Regions from separate parts of the Mus musculus genome. Here region 1 is linked to region 2. Evidence: chromatin contacts called from public Hi-C data. All regions are on one chromosome and are shown on one strand. Each heading gives the region's core, a stretch centred on a gene start, on an enhancer-like site or on the middle of the called end of the contact. The rest is flanking DNA. Distances are from core to core; before and after follow the strand shown.

Region 1 (3,625 bases), core at 1,118-3,617, 210 kb after region 2:
GTCTTAGTTTTAATTTTCTTCCATCCTTGGACGGCTCTCAAATCTGTCTTAATTCCTCTGCCCTTCCCTTCTGTGGGTCCATTCTGCTGTTAATCCCGCGCCGTGTCTTGAATTTTTAATCTGACACTGTTTTTAGTTCCAGGGATTCCACTTTGCTACCGTTTCCTTCCCTCTTTGCTACAGTAAAACAAACACAGGGTATGGCAAGTCTGTCTTTGTCACAGGTTGCTGTGAGTGACCACCACCATCCATTTCCTGAACCTCTCAGCTTCCCACACCAGCCTGTTGTTCCTTTTAGACCCAAGCTTCCCACTGCTGGGTTATTTTTAACTTGACAAAATCTAGAGTCAGCTGGGGGAAGGAAGAATTGCCTAGCTCAGACTGGCCTGTGGTCATGTCTGTGAGGAACTATCCTGACTGATGACCGATATGAGAAGGCCCAGCCAACTGTGGGTGGCACCATCCCTACAAAGGTGGTCTGATGCTGTCTGAGAGAGCTAGCCAAGCATGAGTCTGTGTCAGCCAGAGCCCAAGCTGGCATTCCACATTCCTCCATCAGATACTGACCTGGAAGTGTAAACTGAAGTAACTTCCTCCCCTTCTGGCCGGAATGTTTTGTCACAGCAACAGAAAGCAAAGAATGGCAGCTTACGGAAAAGCAGGGCGAACTGTTGTAGCTTTCAGATGTTCTCAGATGAGATTCTTAGAGTCAACGGAGGCTGTGTTCCTTTAACACTTTCTCAAAAGGTTCTGCTTGATTCGATGACAGCAGGTTGTCAAGCAAACCCAAGATAATTTGACCACAGATCTGTAACCTTTTAACTCTGTACAATCATAGAGTTCTAGTCAGGCTTGTGGAATCTTTAACATGGGCGTGCCCTTAATTTCTGCTGAGAACTTCGGTTCTTCGCCTACATTCATAGATGAGGAAACTGTTAAGGAGTGCAAGGGGGGGCCTTTGCACCTGCATGCTTGGAAATGCTGAAATCACCTTGACCTAGAACCTAGGAAACAGAATTCTCACCTCCGGTGATCAGGGAGGCTTCAGGCTCCCTAGTTGGTCTATCTTCCTCCAGACACCATCTGTATAGTAAGAGCAAGAGGGCAATGGAAAGAAAGAAGGACTGGGAGATCAGCCTATTCCATGAGGCAATCCTGAGCTACAGGACTACCTCCTGGAATAATGCTTTTCTTTTCAAAAGGGTTTTACAGTTAAAATATCATTGGAAGCTTTCCCCACTACTAGTTTTCCTGTCTTACCAAGGCGCACAGGAAGACATATTCTCTGTAAGCTCGAATTGTGAGGTACATGACTTGTGAGGCCCCATGCAAAACAAAAACGCATGCCCTCTATTTGACAGTTAGTGGCAGAGAAGCTAAGCTGGAAGCTTTTTGAGCTCAAGTTCACCCTGGATCAGAAGCTCATTAGTGTCTAGCAGGGGCCTTCACAATTTATTCCAGCTATGAAACTCAGGATGCACGGTCACTAGGCAGAATTGGCGGCTGCACACCTCTTCCTATTCATGTGGAATTTAGTTTTATAGTTGTGTTTTCCTCAGACTTGTGTTTTTGCATCCAAACTAGAATCAAGCGCAGGCACACAATCCCAGCTTGCCGCAGATTCAGGAGTGGGGACGGGGGAGGGGGCAGTCTCAGAAGAACAGGTCGACATGACCCTAGCTCTGTTTTGTACTACTAGCATGTGGAGCTTCTTCAGGTAAAACCAACAGAAAGAAGCAGGAGGCAGCCGCTTCAGTTGGGGCACCTCAGGTTGCTAGGGAGAGCAGATGCTGCACCTGGATCTTATACAGAACTCACAGGCACTGATCAGAAACCAGAAGCAGGAACCAGCCAGGCAAAGATTATGGCTGAGTGGACCAGAACTGTCGTGTCAGACAAGCCTAGGAGTGGATGCAGTCTTGTACAACCCACTAATCTAGAAAATCTACTACAAACAATAAGGGATTCTTTCCCAGAAAGGAACTACTCAAGCCGCAGTTACCCTCGAGTCCTGCACTCACACCCTGCATACAGATGCACAGAACGACAGGTGTACAGGCATCCGTCCAAAATCAAAGGCGACCGTTTTGAAATAACAGCTGTCCAGCTGCCCTTGAGCTCCAACACAGACTTCTCGTCATGCATGGTTACTATATGAGAATTCTTGGTTGTGCTGTGCTGACCAAGCCGTGTTTAAAATGCACGCTCTGCTTCTTTATTTAAACAATCGGGACCTCTGCATGCCACAACAGTCAGCCTCAGGCACAGAATGAGAGGAGCTAAAGGCCGCCTCCTACCATACACAGCCCTCTTGCAACTCTGCCCTAGTAGGAAACTGCCTAGGCCGCAGGGCATGCCGGGGCAATGTGCTGCATGCCGGGCACTGCAGTCTTCTGCTTTCCACGGCTCCCTGGCGGGGCTCCTTGCAATGCATACTGGGAATTGTAGTTTAAGGGGCTCCTTTTCAGAGCGGCAACGCCCTGGAGCCGTGCATGCTGGGAAGTGTACTCCATAATTCCTCTAGTAGAAGCCGCCTTGGTCCCTGTGCAGGACACGCAGGTCTGAGACCATTTCTTTCTTCAAAAAACTGGCCTGCTGCCTTGCCTGCTGGGAAATGTAGTTCCTCAGTGCCGGAGACTAGAAGCCCGGATGTAGTCTTGCTGGGCATTTCCTTGTAGTCTTCCCTGGCATCCTCTCCCAACCCCCCGAAACCCCGAATTTTGGCTGAAAACCTGGGAACCTGATCAATCCTGTCACAAAAAGCCAAAATCAAACCGAAACAAAACCACCTGCCTTTCCACAAAGTTAGCTAGCACTAGGCTAAAATTCCAAGGTCATCCTGAGGAAATATTAATCAAAATAAGAAATTTACAAACAATAAGAATATAAAACTATGAAGTTAATTAAGATACAGCTGGCTGGGCAGTGGTGGCACATGCCTTTAATCCCAGCACTTGGGAGGCAGAGGCAGGAAGATTTATGAGTTCGAGGCCAGCCTGGTCTACAGAGTGAGTTCCAGAACAGCCAGGGGTATACAGAGAAACCCTGTCTCTCAAAACAGACAAACAAACAAACAAACAAACAAACATAGATGAACGAAGACCCTGTCTCTCTAAATAAATAAATAAATAAATAAATAAATAAATAAATAAATAAATAAAATAGCGGAACGAAGACGACATAGTCAAAACTTCAAGGAGCTCCGGTCATCTGAGAATTAATTCTAAACTTGAAATATACAATCTGAAAACTCATCCTTTGAAATTTAATTTTGTACGTGTGTGTGTGTTTGTGTGTAACTATGTACTCTTCTTACTGAACTATTTCCCCAGTCCTGTTTCTGTTTTTTAATTAAAATTTAATTTTTTTTTCAGTGCTGAGGATCAAATCAAGTTCTTGCACATATGCAAAGCAAGCACTTTCCCACTGAGCTACTCCAAGTCTTGGAATTGTAATTTTAAATAATACATTTTGTGTATGTATTTATGGTATGCACATGGTGTCTTGATATATAAACATACATTAGGAAATGTGTTGGTTAAGAAACTAGCATGTCCTCTATCACACATTTTAAAAAGTGATTAGGAATTAACTTAAATATCTATCAATAGATAAATGGATAGGA
Region 2 (3,200 bases), core at 142-2,641:
AGAAGTTCTATTTCCTGGCTCATAACAATGACACACCGTCTTACAAAGTGCGTAAAGACATGCAGGCCGTGAAGCTTTGCATACTCGTGGAGCATTTGTGATTTGGTGGGATGACCTGGGTGCCTTTTGGCAGGGAAATGAAGAAGCTGTTGCCTGCACATAAAACGGGTGGCACACAGCAGAGCAGCCAACAGACCAAATCAATAGAAACCAGATGAATAGATCTCAAAAGAATCATGAGTAGGAAAAGAAATGAAGAAAGACAGAGACTATAATTCTACTTACATAAAATTAAAAAAAAAACTGCCTCAGACTGTAAAATATATAGTGATATTCAGAATCAGTAAAAAAGCAGAGGGAGGGGATGCCCCAAATGCAAGGTTTGGATTGCTTATGAGAAGGCATAAAACAAACTAAAGCAAAGCAAACAGAGCTTCAAAGTGCATGGCACAGTGATGGGAGTGTGCCTTGGCAGGGGGCAAGTGGACATGCCCCTCGGTGGTGGGGCATGGCACCATCTCACTTCTTCTTCAGTAGGCTTTCCTGCATTAGAAGAAGGGCTTCATTCCAAGCACACATTATTTCTGAAGTTCCCAAGCTGGGCTTGTGCCTGCTTTATGAAAGCCGGTGACTTGTAGCTGTCAAAGCTCTGGGCTTTCCTACCCTGCTACCTGAAAAGAACTCAGCGCTAACTGGCTCCCCACCACCCTGGCCTATTACCTTCCCCTGGATTTTTTGGTACAGTCTCCCGAGTTTCTCAACTGCTGCTCTTGAAGATTTAAGTCCTAGTCCAACAATATCTGGTCTCCTTGGCTTGCTGCTCGGAACGTTTTTTTTAGTGCCTGTCAAACCCAGGAAAAAAAACGCCTGAGGTCTTCACTGCGGTGTCTGATTCCCTGGGAACTCACTGTCACCTACAGTGGCCTTGGCTGTCTTCATCCTCCTAGCTTCCTCAGTCCCTCCCCTGTCTCTTCATGTGGGCACCCCACAGTGCATCTTCTGGGAGACTCTTCTTCCAGACATATTTGGAAACTTCTGTCTTCCCTCTGGTGCTTCTGTCCCAGGGAGGCTCATTCACCTGCCATGACCTCGTAGCCCAGTCTGTCTACATTTCCTTACTTACTGCCCCCTTTTCTATCTGATACACCTTTGTTAGCTGTCTAACTTTAGGTCTAGCTCCATTCATTTGAACGGTAGCGGTTGTGTAATGACAGAGAGAGTGATCAGTGTTTTAAAATCCATTGCAGCTTAGCACTTGTAACAATAGCAAATGAGAGGGACTTAGTGGATGCTGGGTAAGGTACAGCAGGCAGATGGGAGGACACTGTAGGGACACTAGGGCAGTGTGTCCAGGACAAGCCCTGATGCTTACAGCCATATGACCTCACTGTTTACTTCTAGGAGGCTCCTTTTGTTCATGTGGAGAATGAGAATAAAACAAAGAGCATGTCTGAGTGCCTGCTCCAAGGGAGGTCCCTAAGTGGACGAAGATTGATGATGAATATGAGCAAGGGTAGTGAGGTGGAAGGAACACGCTGAGGTCATCCATGGAAGGAGGTGCTTTCTTAGACCTAGTAGCTTCACATGGAGAGTCCTGCAGAATCCAAGCTGGCATCCTGTAGAAGCTGAGACCCACAAGCTTGCTCCGGGGGAGCTATTTGCTGTGGAGTCTATCTCAGTGTCTCCCCAAACCAGTCCACAGCTTTTCTACAGTGAGCCAAGACCAGCCCCGGATGGGGGTGGGTGTCAGCCAGGCTGAGTAGGAGGCATGGAGGGAGACTGCACCTGTTCCGGGTGATGGCTCTGAGCTGTTGCAAAGGCTCTCTGCTCTGATCACACTTTCTCATCCGCAGTCAGGAAACAGGAAGCGATTTGACACAGCACACTGCATCAGTTATGATCAGCCAGGGAACATTCTCTGATAAGCACTTTCTGCCAGCCTGGGCGGGCATCCTCATCGTGGGCAATCGGCAGCAGAAAGAGGGAGAGTGGCGGCGTGTGCCAGGCTGCAGTCTGGTTCTGTGGCTTCTCTCAGCTCAGAGCCGCAACACCCACTTGTGATGGGGGCCTCCCGGGGTTTTCTCCTAAATCGCAACCCTTTGGATTCTCTGCTGCAATACAGAGGGGGCTTCAGAAGGGAGGACAGAGAGAAGTTGATTGCTTGACGGCACGCAAACGCTCACATATGATTTAGCACGCGGGATTTGATGCGTTCAATTGTGTCTTGTTTTTGCTCTGTCAAGAGAGCCCTGGTGGGGTGGGGTGGTGAGCAAAGATGGAGAGTCTCTGAGATGGGTGTTACAGATGACAACGTGAAGAAGGAATCAGGGCGCCAGGATGTGGAAGAAGGCACACCCCAATTTGTGCTACAGGCCAGAGCAGAGTCCTTTTTACACGTGATGACTCTGTGTGAGCAGTGGGTCTGAGAGAGAAGAAAGCACCAGGCATAGCATCAATTTTAACTACTGGAAATCACTACCATGTTCATGACCTACATTTGTGTTTTAATACATCTCTTATTTTCAACTGATGAGGCTGGCTGTACATATGCATTATTGTGTGACATTTCAATACATGGACCCTGTGTAATGATAAGATTGGGGTCATTGCCACACCTGTCACTTGAGGCACATCATTTCTGTACCCTGAGAATATCTGTAATCTATTAGTCTGAAGTATTCTGCTGAATACTGTCAGCTGTAGCTGCCGTGTGGCTTCTTCCTCTGAATTCCAGCCCCTTGGGTTCTTTTACTGTTGCACAAATAGGGGATTCAGAAGAGAAAACAAAGTGGGAAATTTTGTTGCTCCTATTTGATTTACATGTGTTTTAAAGAGAATCTGGTTAGATTTATTTGTGGTTTGTTTTTAAACATGATAGCTCAACACAGTCTTCCTGTAGTAGGAATCTTTGCCAGTATTCTATAGAAGCCACAGATCCATGTTTGCTCCAGTGAACACCAGAACACACTAGAAGTCATTCTACACAACTGCCTGTTTGGGTCATCCATGCCTCCTTCCTTCTCAGGTTGAGTAACTTTTCTGAGATGAGCTTTGAACTTTGAAGTGTCTATACATGGTCACACTATAAGGTCAAGTTTTCTTCCCATGTTGCTAAAAGTAGCAGAACCTAATTTTCTCATGGTTGAATTATATTCCACGTGTGTACGTATGCATAGAGCCATCTATGCATCCACATTACA

The links. A called contact is a pair of places that touch in the nucleus more often than the background predicts.
Region 1: a Hi-C map of cerebral cortex shows a contact between it and region 2, with 2.5 times the contacts expected there. The contact joins two enhancer-like sites. A contact is called at or near these places in 1 of 484 Hi-C or Micro-C datasets (cerebral cortex), 4 of 115 datasets of contacts at active chromatin or transcription factors (embryonic stem cells, extraembryonic endoderm stem cells and trophoblast stem cells) and 1 of 9 other capture datasets (embryonic stem cells).

What each region holds. Positions count from the first base shown.
Region 1 is chr12:29,288,699-29,292,323 of GRCm38.p6, forward strand. No RefSeq gene overlaps it. Among named protein-coding and RNA genes, the nearest start is that of Gm31569, 85 kb to the left of the region's middle. Within about 2 kb of position 2,368, at least 314 of the 459 cell types and tissues checked have an H3K27ac peak or open chromatin away from gene starts, as enhancers often do. A contact at or near this core is called in cerebral cortex, where this site is marked.
Region 2 is chr12:29,082,165-29,085,364 of GRCm38.p6, forward strand. No RefSeq gene overlaps it. Among named protein-coding and RNA genes, the nearest start is that of Gm31333, 58 kb to the right of the region's middle. Within about 2 kb of position 1,392, at least 57 of the 459 cell types and tissues checked have an H3K27ac peak or open chromatin away from gene starts, as enhancers often do. A contact at or near this core is called in cerebral cortex, where this site is marked.